Regions from separate parts of the Mus musculus genome. Here regions 1, 2 and 3 are each linked to region 4. A link is a contact called in public HiCAR-type, HiChIP or PLAC-seq and promoter capture Hi-C data. All regions are on one chromosome and are shown on one strand. Each heading gives the region's core, a stretch centred on a gene start, on an enhancer-like site or on the middle of the called end of the contact. The rest is flanking DNA. Distances are from core to core; before and after follow the strand shown. Region 1 holds the start of Msl3l2 (MSL3 like 2). Region 2 holds the start of Gja1 (gap junction protein, alpha 1). Region 3 holds the start of Tbc1d32 (TBC1 domain family, member 32). Region 4 holds the start of Man1a (mannosidase 1, alpha).

Region 1 (2,918 bases), core at 218-2,717, 2.0 Mb after region 4:
TCACCAATAAATAAGGTGAGGACATCAAGAAAACTAGGGTTATTCTTAGAGAACTCTTTATTTACTCTTTTCTATTGGTCTTCTCCTTATATTTTTCATTTACTTTGTTATATGACAATATCGTATGGGCATATGATATAAAGCAATTACTAGCTAGCTCTCCAATATTCCTTCTTATCTCCCTCTCTTCTCTATCAACCCTTCTGTATCCCTACCAGTTCCTTTCTGGATTCATGACGGTTTTTGTTCTGTTCTGTGACCCATTTCATTTAATCAGATCCCCCTGTGTGCTCATTGATTATACACTGATTCCTAGTAGAGTGAGAAGTGCTCTGTTCAACCATCTTCTAAAATAAATCTCCTGATGATTGTTTCCTGAGCCCCTGGCCGTTATTTCTACTCATCAGTCAAGGCCCATAAAGCTATAAAAATCAATACCTAAATGCTTATCTTTCCAGACAAAGCAAATAAGTAGACAGTGTACTTTAAAATCCCCTCTTTTAGATATCCATGGTCAAAAGATCAGTAACTGCAGGTGTAGCACATAATACCATCTATAAGCCAGACTTAGTCATTTTTTTCTTCTGTAGCTAGAGAAAATTTCACATAAACTAGAGATTACGCTGCACATATAATTCATATGTTCATAAAATTTACTGTGTTCTTTGGGTCAGTTTAACCTTATTTTACAAAAGTGCCACTTTCTTTGATAGCTGAGTGTAACGTGCCCGAATAATTGAAGATTCACTTCTATTTCTGACAGGTTCTCTCTTGCCCCCGCTGTCTTCAAGAAGCGAGGGAGCAGACAGCAGAGAGGATACATATGAAGTACTCTGTAAACTCGGTATTACCAGCCTTTAAACGGGATGAAGCAACGTAAAAATAGATCACCACGAAGGATTTAAATGAAACAGGTTTGCACTCAGTAGATGCAGGATACTCGTGTTATAGTTCTGGGAAGTGTTTATAGCTCAAATACGTCTTGGGATGTAGACGCATCATCTGAGAGAGCATCGCAGTAAGTCTGCCTGTCAGGAACTGCAGATCGCCTAGAAGCCTGGAGCTGTGGGAAAAAGTGTGTGGGTGGGTGGGTGGGGGTGGGGGGGCTCGGGTCTTAAAGGCTGGAAGCAGGGCCTACGAAGACCACTGTCCTTCCTGCTGCTGTGTTGGCTAGCGTCAACTCAGTATCAACTATAGCCATTTTGGAGGAGGAAACCCCTAATTGTGAAAATGTCTTCAGCGGATTAGCCAAAGGACAAGCCTGTCAAGCATTCTCTTGATTGATGTTTGATGTGGGAGGGCCCTAGTCTCTGGAGGCAGTGCCACCCGTTGGGCTGTAGCCATTTCCTCCAAGTTGAAACATCTTCTCCTGGAGGGAGGGGGCGCTAGAGAGTCGGGAAGTAAACCAGACAAATCCGGTGAAAACTGAAACTAGCAAGATTCTCAAGGTCCCCACCCCCTCTCCTCCTGGGCTTCAAAAGCAGTCGAAAACTGCGGGGTGAGAAAGGATTGCACGGTTGGCTAGGATTCCCACAGCGAGCAGTTCGGTTGCAGTTTTCCTGAATCCCCACCTTGATGAGGTAAGCTTTTCAGAGATGCAGCTGCTTTTGAGCTTCCCTGACCCCACTGACCAGCACTGGATTCTGGATTTCCATCCCATAATTAGTTGTCAATGCCCTCTCTGGGCTAAGCAGACATAGACTGTGGTTCTCTAAATACGTCTCATGGGACAAAGTGTCTGGAGAGGTATTCTAGAGGCATATGTTAGAGGTATTTTGCCACATTTCCACATCTCATAGCACTGAACAATAAGGGAATTGTTGGCTATAGGGAACTATGCCACCAAGAGTAAGCTAGGGTCTAGAGAACCCCCTTAGCAAGTCCTGAGAACACCCATCTAGCACCCAAAACCAACACAAGATTAATGCAGCATAGTGGGGGGCTCAAACCCCACAAAATACAGCCTTAGACACAGAAGCCTATAAGCAGCTGAGACTGAATAGGAAACAAAAGTAGATATAATGTAGGGAAGTTAAAGATACCAGTTCAAACTTCACAGTAGACGGGAGAATTTTCCAGCTGGGCTGGAGAGATGGCTCAGTGGTTAAGAGCACTGGCTGCTCTTCCAGAGGTCCGGAGTTCAGTTCCCAGCAACCACATGGTGGCTCACAACCATCTGTAATATAATTTGATTCTCTCTTCTGGTGTGAATGAAATAAATAAACAAACAAATCTTAACCAATAATAGTAGTAGTAGTAATAATAATGATAGATAATTGTACCAGGCATGCTTGTCTCTGTAAAGTATAAACTCTATAATAATCATTAGATTTTTTTGCCATCTGTACTTCCTTTCTCATCTAAGGTACTTACTGATTTTGTGATTTAGACTACATGTTTACATATAGGAAGAGATTACAAGTGAACTTGGGAAAAACTGGAATTCACCAGCTATGGGACAACAGTTAAAGACTTTTTGATAAACTACTTACTTAAACTGTAGGTGAGACAGTGTTTCATTGGAGGATTTTAGTTCTCTCAGGCTTACAAGACTAAAGCTAAAGTACTTGGTGATGCCTGACAAGAATTACTGTAAATATTAGACATTACTATTAAAGATACTATATCTTTGTGACAATACTCTTGATACAAATTATTTCCAGACCCCATTTGAAAAAACTAAGCAAAGAAGTGATTTTAGGAATTCTAGAAAAAATAAATATGGGAGGGAAAAGAAATCACTCTATAGTTTTGAGAATCCTTACCTCAGTATTTCTCAAAAGTGAGCTTGCCAAACTGTGGAAGTCCACAGCTGCCAGGCTGAGGTAGAGGCTTCAGGGACTCTGAAGACAAACTAACAAGGATTGAACTGATTTCAATGCAGCTTCTTGTTGAGAGGTCTCTAATCTTTAGTATTC
Region 2 (2,780 bases), core at 222-2,721, 2.3 Mb after region 4:
AGCCATCTGTAATGAGATCTAAAGCCCTCTTCTGGTGTGTCTGAAGAGTTACAGTGTATTTATATACATAAAATAAATAAATCTTTTTTTAAAAAAATCTAATGTCACATTATCACATTCATTGCTGGACATAAAGCCTTGAAAGTCCGATTATAGTTTCTGCATCTGTAACATTACTTCCCTTCTTTAAGTTAAAGACAAAGGAACCTCAAAAGTAAGAGAACATGCTGGGGTCTTAAACTGTGAGGTTTTAAATGGCACTCCCTTAGTCATCCTAGTGAGAGGGTGCTTCGGCAGGAAAATGTTTCCCAGGAAGTCTTCGCCATCCTTTGTTCTGCTATTTACATTAGTGTGAGACGTTCAGCTCCATCAGGTGATGCCTATACAAAGGCCTAACTCCAGGAGCGCCGCTGAAGCCTGTTTATCGCCCTATCACAAGCCCTCGTGGGGGGCATCTGGGAACCCTCAAAGGAGCTGCCCACCCTAGGAATGAGGTCATATGACTCAGGCTTTCATAAACCCCATCAGGTATGATGAGAGAGGCATGAAGCTGTGGGCAGGCAGTCACCAGGCCCACATCTCTTCCCTGAAAGTGCTTCCGAGGGACAGGATTGGAAGAGAGAAAGAAGTTTTGAGACAGGCTGTGTCTGGCAACTCTGGTCTGCAGCGGTTAGAAGGAAGAGGAGGAGGGGGACAATTCTGGCATCTCCCTGCCGATTTAAATGTTAAATTGTAGGCATAAAAAAGACTAAGATATGGATCTTCACTTCCTTGGAGATTGGGTTGAGGTCCTATCAACGTTTCAGACAAGAGTTACATACATGATATATTATTTTTATTCATAGTATAGAACATGTATCTTCTTGTTGTTAATTAAAAGAATAAGGAAAACTACCTAAAGCAGCAGAGAAACTGAAGAGTAGACATCCCACTCCACGGGTCTGGTTGTGAAATGCCTTTCCCATGCCCACCGCCTCTTTCCTTTGTTAATTGTCCGGGTTTAAGAGGAAGAGAATTAGGTCATAAGAAAGATCACTCACACCCACCTCAAGCTTCACACACCTTGGGCAACCCAGAACAAGTCTGCACGAGTTCACCTTGTCTCCCCCCCCATTTTTATTTATTGTAATATTATTATTATTATCATTATTATTTAGGAAATGTGACCTAAAAGGGACATCTTCTCACTGCCCGTGGTCATCTCCTGAAGGAATGACCCATCCAACAGTTTTTTTTTTTAATCTGTGAGGAGTCACAGCCCCGCAGTAGCTGACGTACATCTAGAGCTATTTCTTACTTTTTTTCCCCTTCTCGTCAGCACATTGAAACTACAACTTTATCTTGACCAGGTTGCTTCTTCTGCCTGCTCAGCTCCACGCTCGCCAGCCTCCACTCCACCTCCTCCCCGCCTTTTCTTCCTCCCTCCCCTTTCTCCTAGCCCCTCCTTCCAGTTGAGTCAGTGGCTTGAAACTTTTAAAAGCTCTGTGCTCCAAGTTAAAAAACGCTTTTACGAGGTATCAGCACTTTTCTTTCATTGGGGGAAAGGCGTGAGGGAAGTACCCAACAGCAGCAGACTTTGAAACTTTAAACAGACAGGTCTGAGAGCCCGAACTCTCCTTTTCCTTTGACTTCAGCCTCCAAGGAGTTCCACCACTTTGGCGTGCCGGCTTCACTTTCATTAAGTGAAAGAGTAAGTTTTGAAAAAAAGAAAAACCCACTTTACCTAGTAGCGTCTCTTTCTGTAAGGGAAACTCTTCTATGCTTTGTAAATGCGTTGCGTCTTTGACTTAGGATACTGTAAGTAGAACGACGATCTTCAAAGTGCCTTTGTCATTTCCACGTGCTGAGTTTGATTTGGGTTTGTTTAAAAAGTTCCGCTGAGAGTGCAACAGGTAAAAGGCTCAAACTTTTTCCAACTAGAGTGAAGGAAGGACCAAGTTACTAAACTTAGTTCTTTGTTATGGAGCCTAACTTCACTTTTCTGTAGTCGCCAATGGAGAAGGTGTTGCGGGGGTGGGGGTGATGGGGGGGCACCTCAGTCAACTTTGCTTAGCCTGCTTCCTATAGTGCTGGACACTACACGCTTCTTTTTTTTCTTATGAAAATCCGGTCGCCTGTTCTACTGCCTTGAAACTGCAGACTCCTTTTGTAACAGAGTGCTTTGTTGAGACGCTGCGGCAGCAGTTGACTTCCACGTGGTTCTCTCTTAGACTTTTCAGGACTAAGCCACTAAATACGTAGACCAGGGTGCTGCGGTTAGAGTTTTTAGACCAACAGTGGGTACTTTGTGCAAGCCTGTGCGATGCTACGGGATGAACCTCTTAGCCTGCACAGCCAGCATTTTTTTTTAATACTCCACGCTGGCAACTCCGGGCGCGAGAAATCTTGAATGGGTGGTGGTGACTTACGGAGAGTTAGAGGAAGAACGGGCGTTTAGAAACAGTGTGTGCCAGGTTGCTTTTCCAAAATCAACTGCTAGAACGCGAGCTCCTAGAAGGAATGGGGAAAAGGGATTTTTAGAGCTGCGCTTTTAGAAAGAGCTGCCCCCTCTCCACCCCCAACTCCTCCTGCGTGCCCGGACTTGTAGTGACTTCAGAGCTGTTAGGACAGTTTTGAATTGGAGCCATCAGAGGGTGCAAAGCACTAAGCAAAAATGATGCTAACGTGCAGCTTGAAGGGGGTCCGTCTTAAAGCTTTTATTTTTAATTGGTAACACATTCTGTAAAGCACTTTGACCGGCCTAAATCCACACCGAAGTATCAGGGTGGGTCTGTATTGAA
Region 3 (2,866 bases), core at 50-2,549, 2.2 Mb after region 4:
GGATACTTAAGTTCAATAGTCATTTCCAGGTTATCCTGGGCTTGCCGGGCAACATAGCATGCAGGTCTCAAAAATCCTGACTTATTAAATTAGAAACCCTACAGTGACTCTTTGCACATCTTTTTAAATTCCCTTGAGAATCTGAGCAAATTATAAAGAACACCACCATAAAACGGCAAGTAAAACATAACCTTTTACAGAGAACATTAAAGGACTGAAGGGTCCCTTAATGCCCATTTCTAGAAACTGAACTTCGAGATATCCAAAAGTCAATAAAAAGCAACAGAAACTGCCTCCTATCAGGCATGAGGCTTGGGTTCCATTCCCAGCACCTGAATGACCAAGTCAAAAGCAACATCACAGGAAAAGTATCTGTGAGAGACAAACACTGGATTGTAAAAGGCTACAACTAATCGTGCGTGCGCCTGGAGGAAGACCTTGAAGCTGAGAGGCCTAATTCACTACATGAACAAACTCCAAAGAAACGCGTTGAGCCCTAAGGATCTTTAAGTTTAAGGAGCAGTTTGATTATAAAAAGGTCCTTCAGTTTGCACCGAACACTTCCTCTCTCCATGCTCCTCAAAGCTGGACAACCTGCTCCCTTTCAGTAGGTCTAGGACATTTGTATAGGCGCCCTACCCCTACACAGGCACCCAGACCTGCCTCAGTGTGGGAGGCCCTTCCAGTGTTGAGTGGCTTCTTACAACAGGCAGTGAAAGTAACAGACCAACAAAACCACAAATAAGGACCTGGGGGCGGGGAGGGGTAGGAGGTGGGGGTCACTACTTTTAGATAATGTGAAAGGAATTCCCTTAAATGTTAAGATTGTTCTTTAAAGAACAGAATAATTTACAATTGATGTTCTTAAGCTGCTGTGACAGAAGAGAACACAGAGGCAGATGAGGCTCTACAAAAATCACTTTGGAAAAAGAGGATAAATTCAGCACAGGGACAATTGAGAGAAAAAAAACTGAAGCAACAATCAGCTATTTTAGCAAAAAAATACCAAATAAATCTCTATCCAAATCATTTTCAGCTTTCCTGGACCAATGGTTTGTTTGCTTAAAAACTTATAAACTCGATTTTACTTGTGAAAATTTTCGTCAGTCTCCTCCAGCCGCAAGAGGATCTCCTCTGCGCACTCCAAGGAGGGAGCTCCGGTGATTTTCTCCTTCACGCTCTGGAACAGCTGCCGGAGCATCGCCTGCAGCATCACCTCATCCTCGCTGGAGAAATGGGCCATGCCTTGCAGCAGTCAAATCTCCGCAACCACCGCGGGGTCGCCACCAACAAAGCGCACTGCGCACGCGCGACCCAGCCCAATCGCCGCCGACGCTCAGCGTCGTTCCCTAGGAAACCACAGCGCGAGTCCAAGGGCGGGGCCGCGGTTGAGTGGCGATGTGCTGGAAGACTGGGCTGTAGGTTTAGAGACCACCGAGAACTTGCTGAGGCTAACGTTGGATGATTGACGTTCCTTGGTACCGGCAGAGCTCAAGCCTCCCCCGACCGGAACAACAAACACCTCAGGATCTGCTGGGAGGGCCTAACGGGAAACGCCTCGGCTGCGCCTGACGTCAGCTCGCTGACGCGCCCAGGGGAGGGGTTAATCCCGGAGGAGAGTGGAACTGATCCTGACCTTGATCTGCAGGAAGTAGGAAGGGGACGAAAGAGAAGAGGCCTTTAGTAAAAGCAGGGCAAAGGAAGCCAAACTGAAATATCAACTGGGGATTGGGTGGTATTGAAATGTGGAAAAACCAGGTTCATACAGCAACCGTAACAACTGTTGCCTGCCAATGAGGATAGCACGCTGTAACAGAAAAGAAACTTAACAATTCATTACAGGGTAGTTATGTATTTTACTAAGGAAATGCCACATGACAGACTGGAAGTAGCCCTTGAACACTCATCCCTAGCAAAAAGAGCTATGGATAACTGCCTTCTGGGATCTAAAGAGTCATTGGTCTCTAAGGATGTGGCCATGCTCCAGAGGATGGCCCAACATCCAAAAGGATATAGGCAGCAAAAGTCAGTTCTGTGTTTTGTTTAGGGAGTTTGGATTGGTAGTTAAGAGCACTGGCTGCTTTTTCTGAGGACCCAGGTTCAATTTCCAGCACCAACATGGTGACTCACAACCTTCTGTAAGTCCAGTTCCATGAGATCTGATGCCCTCTTCTGACCTCTGTGGCACTACTCATCTGTGGTTCACAGACATACGGGCATGCAAACACTATACACATAAAATAATTTTTAAGATCAACGTTTTAAAAAGAAGGGAGTGTGGAAGTGGAAGAGTACATGTGAGTATGATCTAATACATTGTACAAATATGAAATTCAAAAACAAATCCAAAAATGCATTTCTTTAAAAGAAAAAAAAGGTGGTGTTACTTGTGGAAACATAAGATTTTTTTTTATAAATCAGTAAGAAGTTTAAAAAGAAACAACATATATAGTATGGGAGCTTACAAATGCACAATATTCAGATGCCAATAGTTACTGATGCCAAACAACTGATGAATGGTTTGACGTCAATAAACTTCCCAAATCCAGCTGTATATTCTATCCTCATCAGATATACTTCTCAGTTTAGCCAGATTCAGTAATTTTCTAGGAAAACAAATATTTCTCTCCAGAAATTGCACCATATATTTATTCAGAATATAAGGTCATTGTTTGCTTTTCAGTATAAAATTAAAATTTGTATTTTTAATTAATATTTGACAATTTCATACATGTGTATACTGAGTTGCATCTCCCTTTTCTTATCTATACCCTTTGTCATACTTTGGTAAGGAGAAACCCTTCTGCCAGCAAACTTCCTCCTGTTTTGGTGTCTTTTAATTTCCTATTGATCCACACAGTTGCTT
Region 4 (2,893 bases), core at 180-2,679:
GACTTCCCTCGCCTTTGCATGATAAAGGTGAAGTCCTAAGTTCCAATCGTTTATCAAACCTCCCAGAAAACAGCAGCGTGAGTGGGATTTCAGGCAGGCTTTACTCACCTCTTTGATCTTTGCCCTCTTCTCACGGATGGTGGCGTCAGCGGGCTCCCGGTTCTCTACCCCGACGGGGGGCAGGAAGTCCACCTTGGGCAAGCCCCTAAACAGATCCTTGTCACGCAGCTGGTCCTGGGCCACCTTTTCCTTCTCCAGCAGAATGTCTCTTTGGATCTCCTCCGGCAGCTTCTGCAGGGTCTCCTTGGCTTCCCTGAGAGCCCGCTCGTGGTTTTCGCGGATCCTGGCTAAGTTGTCTTCCAGTCCAGCTCCAGGGTCCCCAGGCGCGCCTTCCTCGCGGTGCCGGACTCTCCCCTCGGCGGCATCCTCCGCACGCGCCCCGAGCCCGGGCTTGTGCTCCGCCGGCGGCTGCAAGGCAGGGTTGGAGTGGAACAGGACCCCGCTGAGCAGCTTGGAGGAGTCAGGCAGGAAGAAGATTGCCCCGAAGCAGAGCGTGATGAAGGCGCTGAACACCAGCAGCAGCACGAACTTCTCGGTGAGGCGGAAGGCAGCGGGGCCAGACCCCTTCCTCCCGCCGCCAAGCCCCCCGCCCAGGCCACTGCCCAGGCCGCCGCCCCCAGGGCTACTGAAGAGCGGCAACAGGCCCCCCACGGGCATCGCTCCGGAGGTTGTAGCCGCCGGCTGACAGTCTGTCCAGGGGCCCGGCGCCGAGCCGCTCAGCAGCCAAACTTCGCTGCCGCCGGCTGTCAGCGGCTGCGGGGCCGGCTCTTGCGCATCCAGGCCGCCCAGAGCGCGTGTCTGGGCTGCGGGTCTCCCCGCTTGAAGCGGCTCCCCTCCGGCGATCCTCGCCGGGGCGGCTCCTTTGGCAAACAGGCACGCGCGGCAAACCGCTGGCTGCAGCCCCTGTTGGGGGGAGAGGAGACAGTAAAAGCGCAGTGGTTAGGAAGGTGCTGAGAAAGTTTCCAGTGGGGTCTCCGCCCTCCCCTGGACCCGGGATCCGCAGGACCGTATCCCGGCAGGCAACCCCGGGGTCCAGCCGCGGGCACCACCCTCAGAGCCCACTTTGGACTTGGGGTGAAGTTTTCCAGCCGCGGAGGCAGGGTGTCCCGCGACATCTGGGTCAGCACAGCGGGCACCTCGGTGGCAAGGGCGGCGCACCTCTGGGCAGCAAGGGCGCCGCGTGCGTAGGGGGTTCGTCAACTTCTCCAGCTGCCCATCTCCGAGCGCTTCCCGGCGGGTGGTAGCACGCGTACAGCCGGGTGGCTCTGAGGCCCCGGGACACGGCTCAGGTGAGCGAGCGCACCGACCTGCCGGCGTGAGCCAGCGAACCAGGCACCGTACTGCCCTCCGTCGCGGCCCCGCCGTGCACTAATAGCACTGCCGGTCTCCCGAGCGGTCGGAAACGAGGGCGGTGACGCGTCCGGAGAGTGACAGCGCGTCCGGGCCAATCTTACGCCTCCCAGGGTCCCGCGGGGGTGGAGCCGAGGCGGGGAGGGGGCCGCACGGGGCGGGGAGTTTACGGGAAGCGCTGCCTCTCCGGGACCCGGCAGAGGCGGGGAGGTCGCGGCTCCCCTGGGCTCCCGAGGACTGGAACTGCGCCCGGGAGCCGTGTTAAGACTCGCCCGGAGGACCAGAGCCGGAGTTGGTCCGAGCTTATTCCGCCCAAAACCTATTCAAGCCGAAGCCCCAAAGGTAGTGGATCCCCGAGTGACCACTACTAATATGGTAGCGACAGCTTGCCCCAGTACTCGAAATTGGCGATCCCGAAGAGCATGCAGGGGATTGCGGGGGCAAGCCGTGGTTTTGAAGTGGTTTTGAAGGCTTTTCTCCAGCCACCCCTTATTACCCAAGACAGGGATTCCCCGGTGCCCAATAACTCTCAAATCCAAAGTCTCCAGGCTCCTCCACAAAGCTTTTGAGCTCTCTACTCTACCTCGTTAAGAGCCTTTTACATCCTAGGCGACTTGGGGTTTGGGGACTGCTTGGGGCTCTAAGTATACACCCTCTTCCCCTTACAATAAACAACAACAACAACAAAAGTTGTATGACTCCCCCACACTCCCCCACACCCCCCCCACTTTCGAAATTCATTTACCTCATCGCAGTTGGTCAAATTTTCCATTCAAAGAAGACAGTTTTATGCTGCCAGAGCTCCAAGCAATAAATTGAACCCTGTTGAAATTAAGTCTTGGATGCGACAACTCCCAGCGAAGGCAAGACTTGGTCCAACAGAGATTGTTTTCAACACAGCCTTGCAGTATTCAGTCTCATGGAATGTCATGGAAACTGGCTCCACCTCCCATGACATCCATTGGAATGCCCTGCTGATATTGCATAGATCTACATTTTGACCTGGCTGGGAACCCCCTGCCTCAGGGTGAAGAGACAAGAAAACATTTCCCAAACTGTGTTATGAATCCCCTGTTGCTCCACAAAGAAACAGTTACCAGAGGGAAATTTGACTGACTTCCCACTCCTGAAAGCTGGTTTGTAGCAGCTCTGTTTACCCTCAACCTTCTCCGGAAACATGATTTTAAAGTGTGCCCTTTACTTGTCTTAAACCAGAGGAAAACAGCTGGCAACTTCCAGGAGAGTGCCCACAGCACAGTTGTTTCCAGGTGTTGTGCTGTGTGCATAAAGTAAAAAAGCCAAGGCAGAAATCCTAAGGTCGTTTTCGTTTAAATGTTAATTATCATTTTTAGCCATCACTGTTTGTTGTGTATTGGGTTTGTGCAAAATGAGCCAGTAACATAGTCAGAAGTTCTGGTTAATAAGAAATTATGGCTTGATAAATGTGACTTCATAGCTTGATTATTTTGATACTTGCTATGAA

The links. Promoter capture Hi-C pulls out the DNA fragments that hold promoters and counts their contacts. HiCAR-type assays count read pairs that join an accessible place to other places. HiChIP or PLAC-seq counts read pairs in DNA pulled down with a chosen protein or histone mark.
Region 1: an H3K4me3 HiChIP or PLAC-seq map of pro-B cells shows a contact between it and region 4, with 8 times the contacts expected there. The contact joins the promoter of Msl3l2 here to the promoter of Man1a in region 4. A contact is called at or near these places in 12 of 39 promoter capture datasets (the 3T3-L1 cell line, 3T3-L1-derived adipocytes, the C10 cell line and 7 more), 4 of 484 Hi-C or Micro-C datasets (adipose-derived mesenchymal stem cells, cerebral cortex, cumulus cells and 1 more), 11 of 115 datasets of contacts at active chromatin or transcription factors (astrocytes, embryonic forebrain, embryonic hindbrain and 8 more) and 1 of 9 other capture datasets (embryonic stem cells).
Region 2: a promoter capture Hi-C map of embryonic stem cells shows a contact between it and region 4, with 7 times the contacts expected there. The contact joins the promoter of Gja1 here to the promoter of Man1a in region 4. A contact is called at or near these places in 4 of 39 promoter capture datasets (the 3T3-L1 cell line, cranial neural crest, embryonic stem cells and 1 more) and 4 of 115 datasets of contacts at active chromatin or transcription factors (astrocytes, large pre-B cells, pro-B cells and 1 more).
Region 3: a HiCAR-type map of astrocytes shows a contact between it and region 4, with 8 times the contacts expected there. The contact joins the promoter of Tbc1d32 here to the promoter of Man1a in region 4. A contact is called at or near these places in 7 of 39 promoter capture datasets (the 3T3-L1 cell line, cranial neural crest, embryonic stem cells and 3 more), 3 of 484 Hi-C or Micro-C datasets (LSK cells, cerebral cortex and regulatory T cells), 14 of 115 datasets of contacts at active chromatin or transcription factors (the NIH/3T3 cell line, SST interneurons, astrocytes and 10 more) and 3 of 9 other capture datasets (adipose tissue, embryonic stem cells and liver).

Annotation. Positions count from the first base shown.
Region 1 is chr10:56,105,450-56,108,367 of GRCm38.p6, forward strand. Msl3l2 (MSL3 like 2) reads left to right here and starts at 1,468. Exons shown (of 2, transcript NM_001163833.1): 1 at 1,468-1,580. All of the region lies in intron 22 of Tbc1d32 (TBC1 domain family, member 32), which reads right to left.
Region 2 is chr10:56,375,829-56,378,608 of GRCm38.p6, forward strand. It overlaps Gja1 (gap junction protein, alpha 1), which reads left to right and starts at 1,472. Exons shown (of 2, transcript NM_010288.3): 1 at 1,472-1,690.
Region 3 is chr10:56,227,390-56,230,255 of GRCm38.p6, forward strand. Tbc1d32 (TBC1 domain family, member 32) reads right to left here and starts at 1,300. Exons shown (of 33, transcript NM_001033385.3): 1 at 1,089-1,300. The coding sequence starts at 1,243.
Region 4 is chr10:54,074,308-54,077,200 of GRCm38.p6, forward strand. Man1a (mannosidase 1, alpha) reads right to left here and starts at 1,430. Exons shown (of 13, transcript NM_008548.5): 1 at 1,219-1,430; 2 at 109-963. The coding sequence starts at 717. Gm16998 (predicted gene, 16998) reads left to right here and starts at 1,615. Exons shown (of 3, transcript NR_038016.1): 1 at 1,615-2,546.